2 separate regions of the Mus musculus genome follow, and region 1 is linked to region 2. A link is a contact called in public HiChIP or PLAC-seq data. All regions are on one chromosome and are shown on one strand. Each heading gives the region's core, a stretch centred on a gene start, on an enhancer-like site or on the middle of the called end of the contact. The rest is flanking DNA. Distances are from core to core; before and after follow the strand shown.

The links. HiChIP or PLAC-seq counts read pairs in DNA pulled down with a chosen protein or histone mark.
Region 1: an H3K27ac HiChIP or PLAC-seq map of embryonic stem cells shows a contact between it and region 2, with 3 times the contacts expected there. The contact joins two enhancer-like sites. A contact is called at or near these places in 4 of 39 promoter capture datasets (embryonic stem cells, hippocampal neurons, second pharyngeal arch cranial neural crest and 1 more) and 2 of 115 datasets of contacts at active chromatin or transcription factors (embryonic stem cells and neural tube).

Annotation. Positions count from the first base shown.
Region 1 is chr6:34,184,747-34,189,645 of GRCm38.p6, forward strand. No RefSeq gene overlaps it. Among named protein-coding and RNA genes, the nearest start is that of Gm32533, 10 kb to the right of the region's middle. Within about 2 kb of position 3,320, at least 36 of the 459 cell types and tissues checked have an H3K27ac peak or open chromatin away from gene starts, as enhancers often do. A contact at or near this core is called in embryonic stem cells, where this site is marked.
Region 2 is chr6:31,704,042-31,709,073 of GRCm38.p6, forward strand. All of the region lies in intron 1 of Gm13846 (a long non-coding RNA gene), which reads left to right. Among named protein-coding and RNA genes, the nearest start is that of Gm13847, 40 kb to the left of the region's middle. Within about 2 kb of position 3,415, at least 3 of the 459 cell types and tissues checked have an H3K27ac peak or open chromatin away from gene starts, as enhancers often do. A contact at or near this core is called in embryonic stem cells, where this site is marked.

The DNA of each region.
Region 1 (4,899 bases), core at 2,070-4,569, 2.5 Mb after region 2:
TTCTTTTTTCCTTCTCTTTCTCTTGAGTTCAACATTTTAACATCTCTGAATGAATTGTGATTTCTGAGAAGCAACCAGACTCAATGGGCTTGAGCTCCGCCTCCCGTCCCCACCTTGTGAGGAAAAGACCCAGCACTGTGGGAGTGCTGAGCATCTTTGCCTTGGTGATGTCACCAGGGAGAACTGTCAAGGCTGTTTTTAAAAAAAAAAAAAAAAAAAAAAGAACGTTTTCACTTCTCGTTCCAGCCACTCAGATATATTCTGAATCATTTATAAAATCCACTTAACCAAGTTGTTGACAAAGAATTAAGTAATATGAGTCCTGAGGGATGCGGCTTGATAAGCCTCAAGTTGACAACCCTACAGAGATCTGTCATTTCAATTTTTTTTTTTAGAACATGTTTTCCATATCTATCACATGAGGATGCTTTTCTCATCTCTACCTAACATAAATCTTGGGGTACTTGAGCTGTGCACAGGAGAGGCACGCTATAAATATCACTCAGGTTTTATTTTATAAAGTTGAAATCATCTCGTTATGTGTTCCATAAGCCATATTCAAGCAATGCCCTGGTGTCCTGGTGACTCTTCAATTTCATTTCTTCAAAGGCATTATTCAACTGTGGAGTTTTCTTTTCAAATTACTACAGACAAGGAACAGAGACTTGGCCAAGAAGGGTGGCTTCTTGTCAGGTGTGGCGGTGTATGCCTTATCTCCCAGAACTCAGAAGACAGAGGCAGATGGGTTTGTGAGTTCAAGGCCAGTCTGGCCACCATAGTGGGTTCCAGGCCAGCCAAAACTACACACTGAGACCTTGTCTTAAAAAGAAAGGAAACCAGGTCCCAGGCTGGAGTTTGCCTTACTACAGCCTGGCAAGCTCTGTCTTACTTTCTCCTCTGTGAAGCTGGTTACTGTAAATGTCTCGCACAAATGGATTGCACCCTGTTCACGTTTCTGTGTCTGGCTTATTTCACACATTATGATGTCCTCTTGAGGTTCGTTCATGTTGTAGGATGAACCAGAATCCCCATCCCTTTTAAGGCTGAATAATATTCCATTTTATGTATTTTTCTTTCTGTGTTTTTCTTTTTTAGATTTATTTGTTTGTTTTTATTTATATGAGCACACTGCCGCTGTCTTCAGACACACCACAAGAGAGCATCGGATCCCACTACAGATAGTTGTGAGCTACCATGTGTTCGCTGGGAATTGAACTCAAGACTTCTGGAAGAGCACCCAGTACTCTTAACCATTGAGCCATCTCTGCAGCCCCACCCTGACCCCCACTTCATGTATTTTATCCATTCATCCATTGTTGTTTTGGATGGATTCCCAAAGGATCAGGTGCTAAGAGTTTGGTCCCTGGTGTGATGATGGGGAGAGAGGATGGGGCCTTCAGAGCTGATTATATCTTGAAGGTGATTAATACTTTTATCCAAGGTCATATTCTTCTTCTTGTGAGAAGTTACATAGGAGCTGGCTCTTAGAGACAAGTCATCCCATGTGCTTGGCCCATTTTATATGCTCCTTGGTTTATCATATGCTTTTCTTTCAAGTGGTCACACAGTGTGTGTCGTGTGTGTGTGTGTGTGTGTGTGTGTGTGTGTGTGTGTGTGCTGGAACCATGCTTTTTGGATCTTCCAGTCACTAGAATCATGAGTCAAATACATTTATTTTATGTATAAGGCATCCAGACCAGAGGCATTTTGTTATAGCAACAGAGAAGGGACTAATACAGTCCACTGATGGACAACTGAGTTGCATCTATCATTTGGCTGTTATGACTCATGTTTGGAACGTGGATATAAATATATCACTTCCCTCTGCTTTCAATTGTCTGGAGAATATTCCCCAAAAGGAATCCCTGAGTCATACGGTCATTCGGTCATTCTGGGTGAACATTTTTTTTTGGAACCTCCATATTGTCTCCACAGCTTCTGTACTATTTTACATTTCCACCAAAAGTGTTCAAGGATTCAGAGCTTTCCAGATCTTCCTAATGTTTGATTCTTGTCATTGCTGACCATTGTCTTAATTGTGGCTTTGTTGCTGTGATAAAACACTCTGAGCAGAAGCAACTTGTGTATGAAAAGGTTCATTTCATCGTATAGCTTGTAGTCTATCATCCAGGGAAGTCCGGCAGGTTCTCAAGGCAGGAGCCAAGAGGCAGGAATGGAAGCAGAGGCCATGGAGGAGTTGGCTTGTTCAGCTGGCTTTCTTGTAGCACGTGTGATGACTAACACTGTTTTAAGTCTAAATTACTGTGCTTAAGCGATCTATGAAACAAAAATGCCCTCTAACCTGTAAGCTCCACTTTCCTCCCAAAAGGTCGCTTCCCGGAGCACTGGGGGCTGTGTTTTGTTTTGTTTTGCTTATAATTGCTTGGTTCTGTATAATTTTAATGAAACTGTTGTTCATGTAAGATAACAAACCAAGTGTTTTCACCTCCGTGAAGTGAAAGAAGTCAAGAAGTATGTAGCCTTGTGAGTTTTGCCTTTAGAAGTTCCTAACTGATGCAATTTGGGGCAACATCTTGGGAATCCTGAATTTAGGGTGTAGGCCTGGTAACAGTCTCAAAATAAAGCTCTTCTTTTTTCTAAAATGTATTCATGGTTGGTGAATCTCTGAAGCACCCCAGGCCCATAGCACTCTCAAGACCCAAGAGTAGCATCAGTCACAGTGGGTTGGGCCCTCCTACACCAATCAGTGTCTTAGTTGCTTTACTATTGCTGTGCTGAGGCATGGTGACCAAGGCAACCCATAGAAAGAAGAATTTATTTAGCTTAAGGGTCTAGAGGGTGGAGCACCAATCATGGCAGGATAACACAGCTGAGAGTTGCAGACACGTTGCCCTGAGAACAGCATTAGTATTTAATGTCAGTGCTCACTCCTGATGACACACTTCCCCCAAGAAAACCAGACCTTCTAATCCTTCCCACTGGGGACCAAGCCATTCAAACATAGGAGCCGCTGGGGACCTTTCTTATTTAAACCACCACATTCCACTCTCTGACCCCCCACAGGCTTGGGGCCATATTATCATGCAAAATGTGTTCAGTTCCACTTTAAAAGCCCCCCCTCATAGTCTCTCACAGTTTCAACACAATTTAAAAGTCTAAAGTTGTAAATCTCTTAAGATTCAAGGAAATCTCTTAATTATAACCCCATGTAAAAATCAAAAACAAATTATATACTTCAAGCATACAATGCCAGAAAGATATATATTCCCTTCCAAAGGGAAGGAATCAGGCCATAGTGAGGAAATACTGGACCAAAGCAAGACCAAAACCCAGCAGGGCAAACTCCAAGTCCTTTTGCTCCGTATCTGATGTCAAAGGGCTTAGCCGGCCCTGCCTTTCCAGCTTTTCTAATTGCAACACCCTCCTCTCTCTTGGGAGGCTTCCACTCCCTGTCTGCAGGGCTCCTGGGCAATTATCCCAAAACTCTGGCATCTCTAACATCTTGGAGTCCCCAACACAATCCAGGCTTATCTTTCACAGCTTCACTCCCTGAGTGCGGCCTTTCAGGGCCTTTATGCAGAAACAGCCCTCCCCCATCTCCCATCCTCGACTCCAGGCCTCATTGGTGATCCTTAACCGTGGAGAAAGATTCCACAGCCTCTTTAACTCACGTGACCTTCATGACTTTAAAGCTAGAGCCATGTGGATGACCCTGCCAAATGTGGCTCCCTGCTTGGGACAAGGCCTGGCCCCTCTGAGTCCCATCTGCAGCAGCTTTCCTTGTTAATGATTTGTAGGAGTAGAAAATTCCTTAGAGCCTGGCGTGGTGGTGCATACCTTTAATCCCAGCACTTGGGGGGCAGAGGCAGGCAGATTTCTGAGTTTGAGGCCAACCTGGTCTACAAAGTGAGTTCCAGGACAGCCAGGGCTACACAGAGAAACCCTGTCTCAAAAACCCTAAAAAAAAAAAAAAAAAAAAAAAAAAAAAAGAAAATGAAAAGAAAATTCCTTCGAGCTCTCCTTTCACAAGTTGGGATCTTATCCAGGTGGGATCTTGCCCTGTAGACACTCTTCCCTTTCTCCCAGATCCAGTCGGGCCTCTCCTCAACCTCCTTCTTTTCAGCACAAGCCTTGGCTCCCACATTAACTTTCCTGATGCCCTTTCTCTCTTCAAGCTGTCTATTTTGCACGTGTCCCCTCCCCACTTTTCACTGTAGAACTGCACAAAAGTGACGATGAGATAACCATGTCACAGAGTCAGTACTGGACTGCCTTGAAATTTCTGCTAAATACATTAGTCCATTGCTTTTTCAATTTAGCCCCAGGCAAGTTCTGAAGAGAAGGCTAGAAAGCAGATGATTTTTTTTTATTTTATTTTTTACCCAATTATCACAATGGTCTGTATCCTAGTTGCTAATATTGTTCTGCCTCTTACGCTGGGCCTCCATGGTCCATACTGATCTCTCCCTGTCTTCGAACTGTCTTTCAAGCTCCTACTAGGATAGCCTGTAAAACCCCACTTATGATGTTTAAAAATCTCCAGATCTTCCACATTCCTCTAAAAGAACTGCATGGTTGGGTTTGTTGCAGCAACAGCCCCCTTCCTGGTACCTGTTACATTCGTTACTTTTCTATTGATGTGATAAAACACCGTAACCAAGGCAACCTGTAAAACAGTGTTTAATTGAGCTTATGGTTTTAGGTGGTTAGAATCCATGATGGTGGCACAAAGGCTCAGCTGCAGAGACTGCTGAGAGCCCACATCTTGATCTACAAGCAAGAGACAGGGAGTGCATTGAGGATGTCTGGAGGTTTCTGAGGCCTTGAACACTTCCTCCAACCAGGCCACACCTCATAACTCTTCCCAATCGGTTTCACCAATGAGGGGCTGTGGGAATGTGTGACCGTAGAGAACATAAGATAGCCACTGAAAGACCT
Region 2 (5,032 bases), core at 2,165-4,664:
TCTCTCTGTGTGTGTGTGTGTGTGTGTGTGTGTGTGACATATTGCATGTACCCAAGAAGGCCAGAAGGTGGTGCTGGATTCCCTGGAGCTGGAGTTATAGGTGAACTGCCCAACATGGGTGCTGGTATCTGAAATCAGGATATTTGGAAGAGCAGCAACCTTTGGCTCATCTCACCACCTCCTGCTTGCCTTTCTGAAACAGGGTCTCGGGTAGCCCAGGATGCTCCTGAGCTCACTATAGCTGTAAGGGTGAAAATGGCCTTGAATTTCTAATCCCCCGTTTCCACCTCCTAAGCACGGGGATCACAGGCATGCACCACCACACCCAGACATTCTTGCTCCTTCTCAGGTCCTTGCAGGGTGATCTGTGAGTGCCAAAAAAGAATCCCTTTGACTGTTGGGAAAGAGCCCGGATGTGCTCTGAATACACAGACGGATGTTGTTATTCAGCAGGAAGAAAGAAGAGGGAGAAAGCAAAAGGAGAAGATATTGTTTGGGTACAATCTGTGTTTGCAATTTTCCACATCGGTTCTTTTTATGAACACTCCAAAAACAAGACAACAGCAGTGGCTGATTCAATATGCGCCATGCAGGAAAACAATAAGGAAAAAAAATAAGGGTTTTTAATAAGCACTTGGAAAGGCTGTAATTAAATCTCAGGCTCTGTTTGGAAAACAAGAATCTCATTTAGTGCTTTTGCCCCTGTGCTCCCTAACATCTGCACCCGTGTTTTCTGCTGGGCAATTACTGAGTCCTCGGTGACTTGATTAACAAATACAGGTGCCGATTTGCTCAAGAAAGAGATCCTGGGATGGAAGTTGGGGAGGTGGCAGGGGGCTGTGGGAGCTAGGAAGATTTGACTCTCCCCAGCAGGTGTCTTGTGGACTTAGGAGAACCTGAGAAAGAAGAGTTGCTGGCTATGGGGAAGGAAGAAATCAGGGAGTGTGTGTGTAGTGGGGGTGGGGCAAGAGTGTCTCCCCACCCCTGCCTGCTTTCCTGAGAGTCACTTCCCACCAAGGAGCCAAGGATTATGAAAGAGGAGGGCTTCTCTAGCTTAGGATTCAGGGAGTTTTCAAACAGCTTAGCCAGTCCAATGTCATGGCACATACCTGTAATGTAATCCTTATACTTGGAAGGTGGAGGCAGGAAGGTATAGAGTTCAAAGTCATGTTCAATTACTTATGCATGTCTGCAAGCTTGGGCAGGGCCACCAAGCCTGAAAGCATTTTTAGGGGGTTTCTTCCAGTCTCTTTAATGATTTTTATTTTATTTTATATGTAGGAATGTCTTATCCACATGTACTCGGTGTACTACATTCATGCAGTGCCCACAGAAATCAGAAGGGGGCTATGAGGCTCTTGGAACTGGAGTTACAGACAATTTGTAACCCAGGTCCTCTGGAAAACTGGCAATATTTTTTATCCACTGAGCCATCTCTCTATCTCTTCTCCAAACCTTAATGCACTATTTGAATTTTCTCTACTGTGTGTGAGACTTCTATGCTTTGACAAAAGTTCAGGCCAAGTTGGCAGTGTCCAGGGAGTTGGAAGAACCTGCTGGCATTAAGACTTGGTTTTTTTACTTCTTCTTCTTCTTCTTCTTCTTCTTCTTCTTCTTCTTCTTCTTCTTCTTCTTCTTCTTCTTCTTCTTCTTCTTCTTCTTCTTCTTCTTCTTCTTCTTCTTCTTCTTCTTCTCCTCCTCCTCCTCCTCCTCCTCCTCCTCTTCCTCCTCCTTCTCTTAAAGATTAATTATTATTATACATAAGTCCATTGTAACTGACTTCAGATGCACCAGAAGAGGACATCAGATCTCATTATGGGTGGTTGTGAGCCATCATGTGGTTGCTGGGATTTGAACTCAGAACATTTGGAAGAGCAGTCAGTGTTCTTACCTGCTGAGTCATCTCGCCAGCCCATGCTATCTTTTTCTTCTCTTCTCTTCTCTTCTCTTCTCTTCTCTTCTCTTCTCTTCTCTTCTCTTCTCTTCTCTTCTCTTCTCTTCTCTTCTCTTCTCTTCTCTTCTCTTCTCTTCTCTTCTCTTCCCTTCCCTTCCCTCCCCTCCCCTCTTCTCTCTCTCTCTCTTTCTTTTGACAGGGTTTCTCTGTGTAGTCCTGGCTTTCCTGGAACTCACTCTGTAGACCAGGCTGGCTTCAAACTCAGAAATCTGCCTGCCTCTGCCTTCCAAGTGCTGGAATTACAGGCATGTACTACCACTGCCTGGCCTGTGCTATCTTCTTTCATAGTTCTGATACAGAATTTGAATTCTCTGGAAAGATTGTACTCTCCTTTCCATCCCTTTGTGACCTTTACAGGCATGTACTACCACTGCCTGGCCTGTGCTATCTTCTTTCATAGTTCTGATACAGAATTTGAATTCTCTGGAAAGATTGTACTCTCCTTTCCATCCCTTTGTGACCTTTACAGGCATGTACTACCACTGCCTGGCCTGTGCTATCTTCTTTCATAGTTCTGATACAGAATTTGAATTCTCTGGAAAGATTGTACTCTCCTTTCCATCCCTTTGTGACCTCCAGGAAAAGATTCTTCCTTTTGGAATCTCAAGGACAGATGAGTTTCCTTTGAGAGATTGTGTCCAATTTCATGGTGCTGCCTTATGGCTTCGAGAACCCCCACTCCTGTCATGGCTGCTCTCAGCTATAGCCAGAAGCTGGCTGTGGTTCCCTTCCTTCCTCAGCATTGCCCAAAAGCTCTCTATGCCAGTTGGAAGCAGCCATATTTGGTGTATGTGCTCATGGTAACTCCTGTACCTGGTGCCAGGCTCCTGGAGAAGATCTGGGATTCTGGAGGAGTCAGGCTCCTCTTGCTAGTGCTTAGAACAGGATCTCCTACTTCCTGGGATGGAGAAGGAATGCTTCCGACACGCTGTTCACTGCGGCTGCCTTTTCTTAGGCTGCTGGGGCTGCAGTCACCTGCTACTGCTGGGGCTGCTGGGCCCACAGCTTTTAGGGAGTGTTGCCTGAATCAACTCAACTAAAGAGGGAGGCGGGGAGAGGAGAAGGATGAGTATCACTCCAAATAAGGAGAAGTCAATTAATATTCTTGGAACTAACTCTCTTAGCTGTATCGTCTGCCATCAGGAAGTGGCGAAAATTCAGATAAAGACTAGAGCAGCAGGCCATTCCTTTCAAGCTGGGATGCTCTGCTTGGGGAAGTCTTGGGGAGCTGACACTTCACCATTACCCTTACATGCTAATTACAAACTTTAGAAAACACCTGAGGATGTCATTAATAACACCACCTGCCATGCATATTATACTTACTTCTGGGAGCTCTGATGACAGAGAATGCATGATTTCATTTATTGTCACTGACTGCGCTGGAAGGTGGCACCTCCCCTAGCCCCTTTCAGATTCAGATACAGAGGCCAGGGAGATCGTTGCATGTTAATGGCTAAATCAAGTTTCAGTCCCAAGCCTCCTTTGTTGAATTTCCTGAACAGACACTTGAAGGTAGGTCTCTTTAGAGAGATTTCCTGTCACCAGGACTGTTCTGCATACTCTAGGAGAATGTGGATAAAATATCAGATGCTCAATAGATCTTTGTTTTCCAAGGTAGCTGCTAAGCTGGTTCCTGTGCCGGTTGACTTCATGAGGGCTGTTGTTGAAGGGCTAGTGGTGGCCAGACTCTTTCCATAGTGCAGATGGGTAGGAAGCCAGTCTACAGCTGTGGTGTTTACACTGTTTGCCAAGCTGGACTGCCAAGTTCTGCCTCGTGGGCTCTGGCACATGGTCTTCACTCAGCATCTGTAAAGGGTCCAACCACGATCTGCTATGATGGATCTGTACAGACATGGCTTTGCCCTTGGTGAGTCTGTCTGAACCAAAGAACATGTCCCTTGGCCATCAGATGCATTGGCAGTGATTCAGGTTGTGATGGAAGAGAGGACCAAGCTTTCATTACTGATACCCTTTCCATACCCACCCCTCTGAAAACCCATGAGCAGAGACTTTCCTGACGCCACATTAGAAGAGATGCAGTAAAATCATGTGTGACCTCATTTAGTATTAATACTGTATTAGATACTTTCCCCATTATGACAAAACACCCTCCAAAAGTGACTGGAGAGGAAGAGGGATTTTATTTTGACTCATAATTTGGGGATTGTGGTAGTTTGAATAGGAAAGGCCTCCATAGACTCCTGCATTTGAATGCTTGGCCCTCGGGGGAGAGGGGTGACATTATTAGGAGGTGTGGCCTTGTTGAAGTGGATATGGCCTTGCTGGAGGAAGTGTGTCACTGTGGGGGCAGACTTTGAGAACTCAGGCGCTCAAGTCAGTTCTTTCCCAGCTTCCTGAGGATCAAGATGTAGAACTCTTAGCTCCTTCTCCAGTACCAGCATGTATCTACCTGCATGCTAGCATGTTTCCCACCATGATGATAATGATGGACTAAGCCTCTGAAACTGTAAGCCAGCCAAATTAAATGTTTTTCTTTACAAGCGTTGTTGTGAGTGTTTTTTTTTTTTCATAGCAATAGAAACCCTAACTAAGACAGAAGTTGGTACCAGGAGTGGGATATTGTTGTGACAGACCTGACTGGGTTTTTATTTGGAGGAATGTAGACTTTGGGATTTGGGGTTAGGAAAGTAGCGGATTACTTTACACACAGTTAAATAGGCCATACTAGTAAGAGCATGGAATACAGTTCTGATGAGGGTGATTTGAGCTGTGGGGGCCTGGCTGAAGAGGTTTCAGAGATTGTGAGATTTTGGTGAAGAATGTAGCTTTGCTTTGGCCTTGTCTGAAAAGTCTGCCCAAGGCTATAGTCGAGAGTTTTAATTCTGTTGACAGAAGAATCTTAAAACAACCTAGTATAGACTTTGTTGTGTGGTTATTAGTGCTCACTTGTATGCAGATCTTTAATGAAAAGGAGCAAGCTGAGCAAGAAAAAATAGAAAATGTAAACCTTGAGGAGAAAAGGGGCACCAGGGAGTGCAATAGAGCTAAGTCCTGTGCTCAAGGAGATAAGCATATTTTTTAAAAAGTCTGATATTAAATGGGAATAAAGGGAGT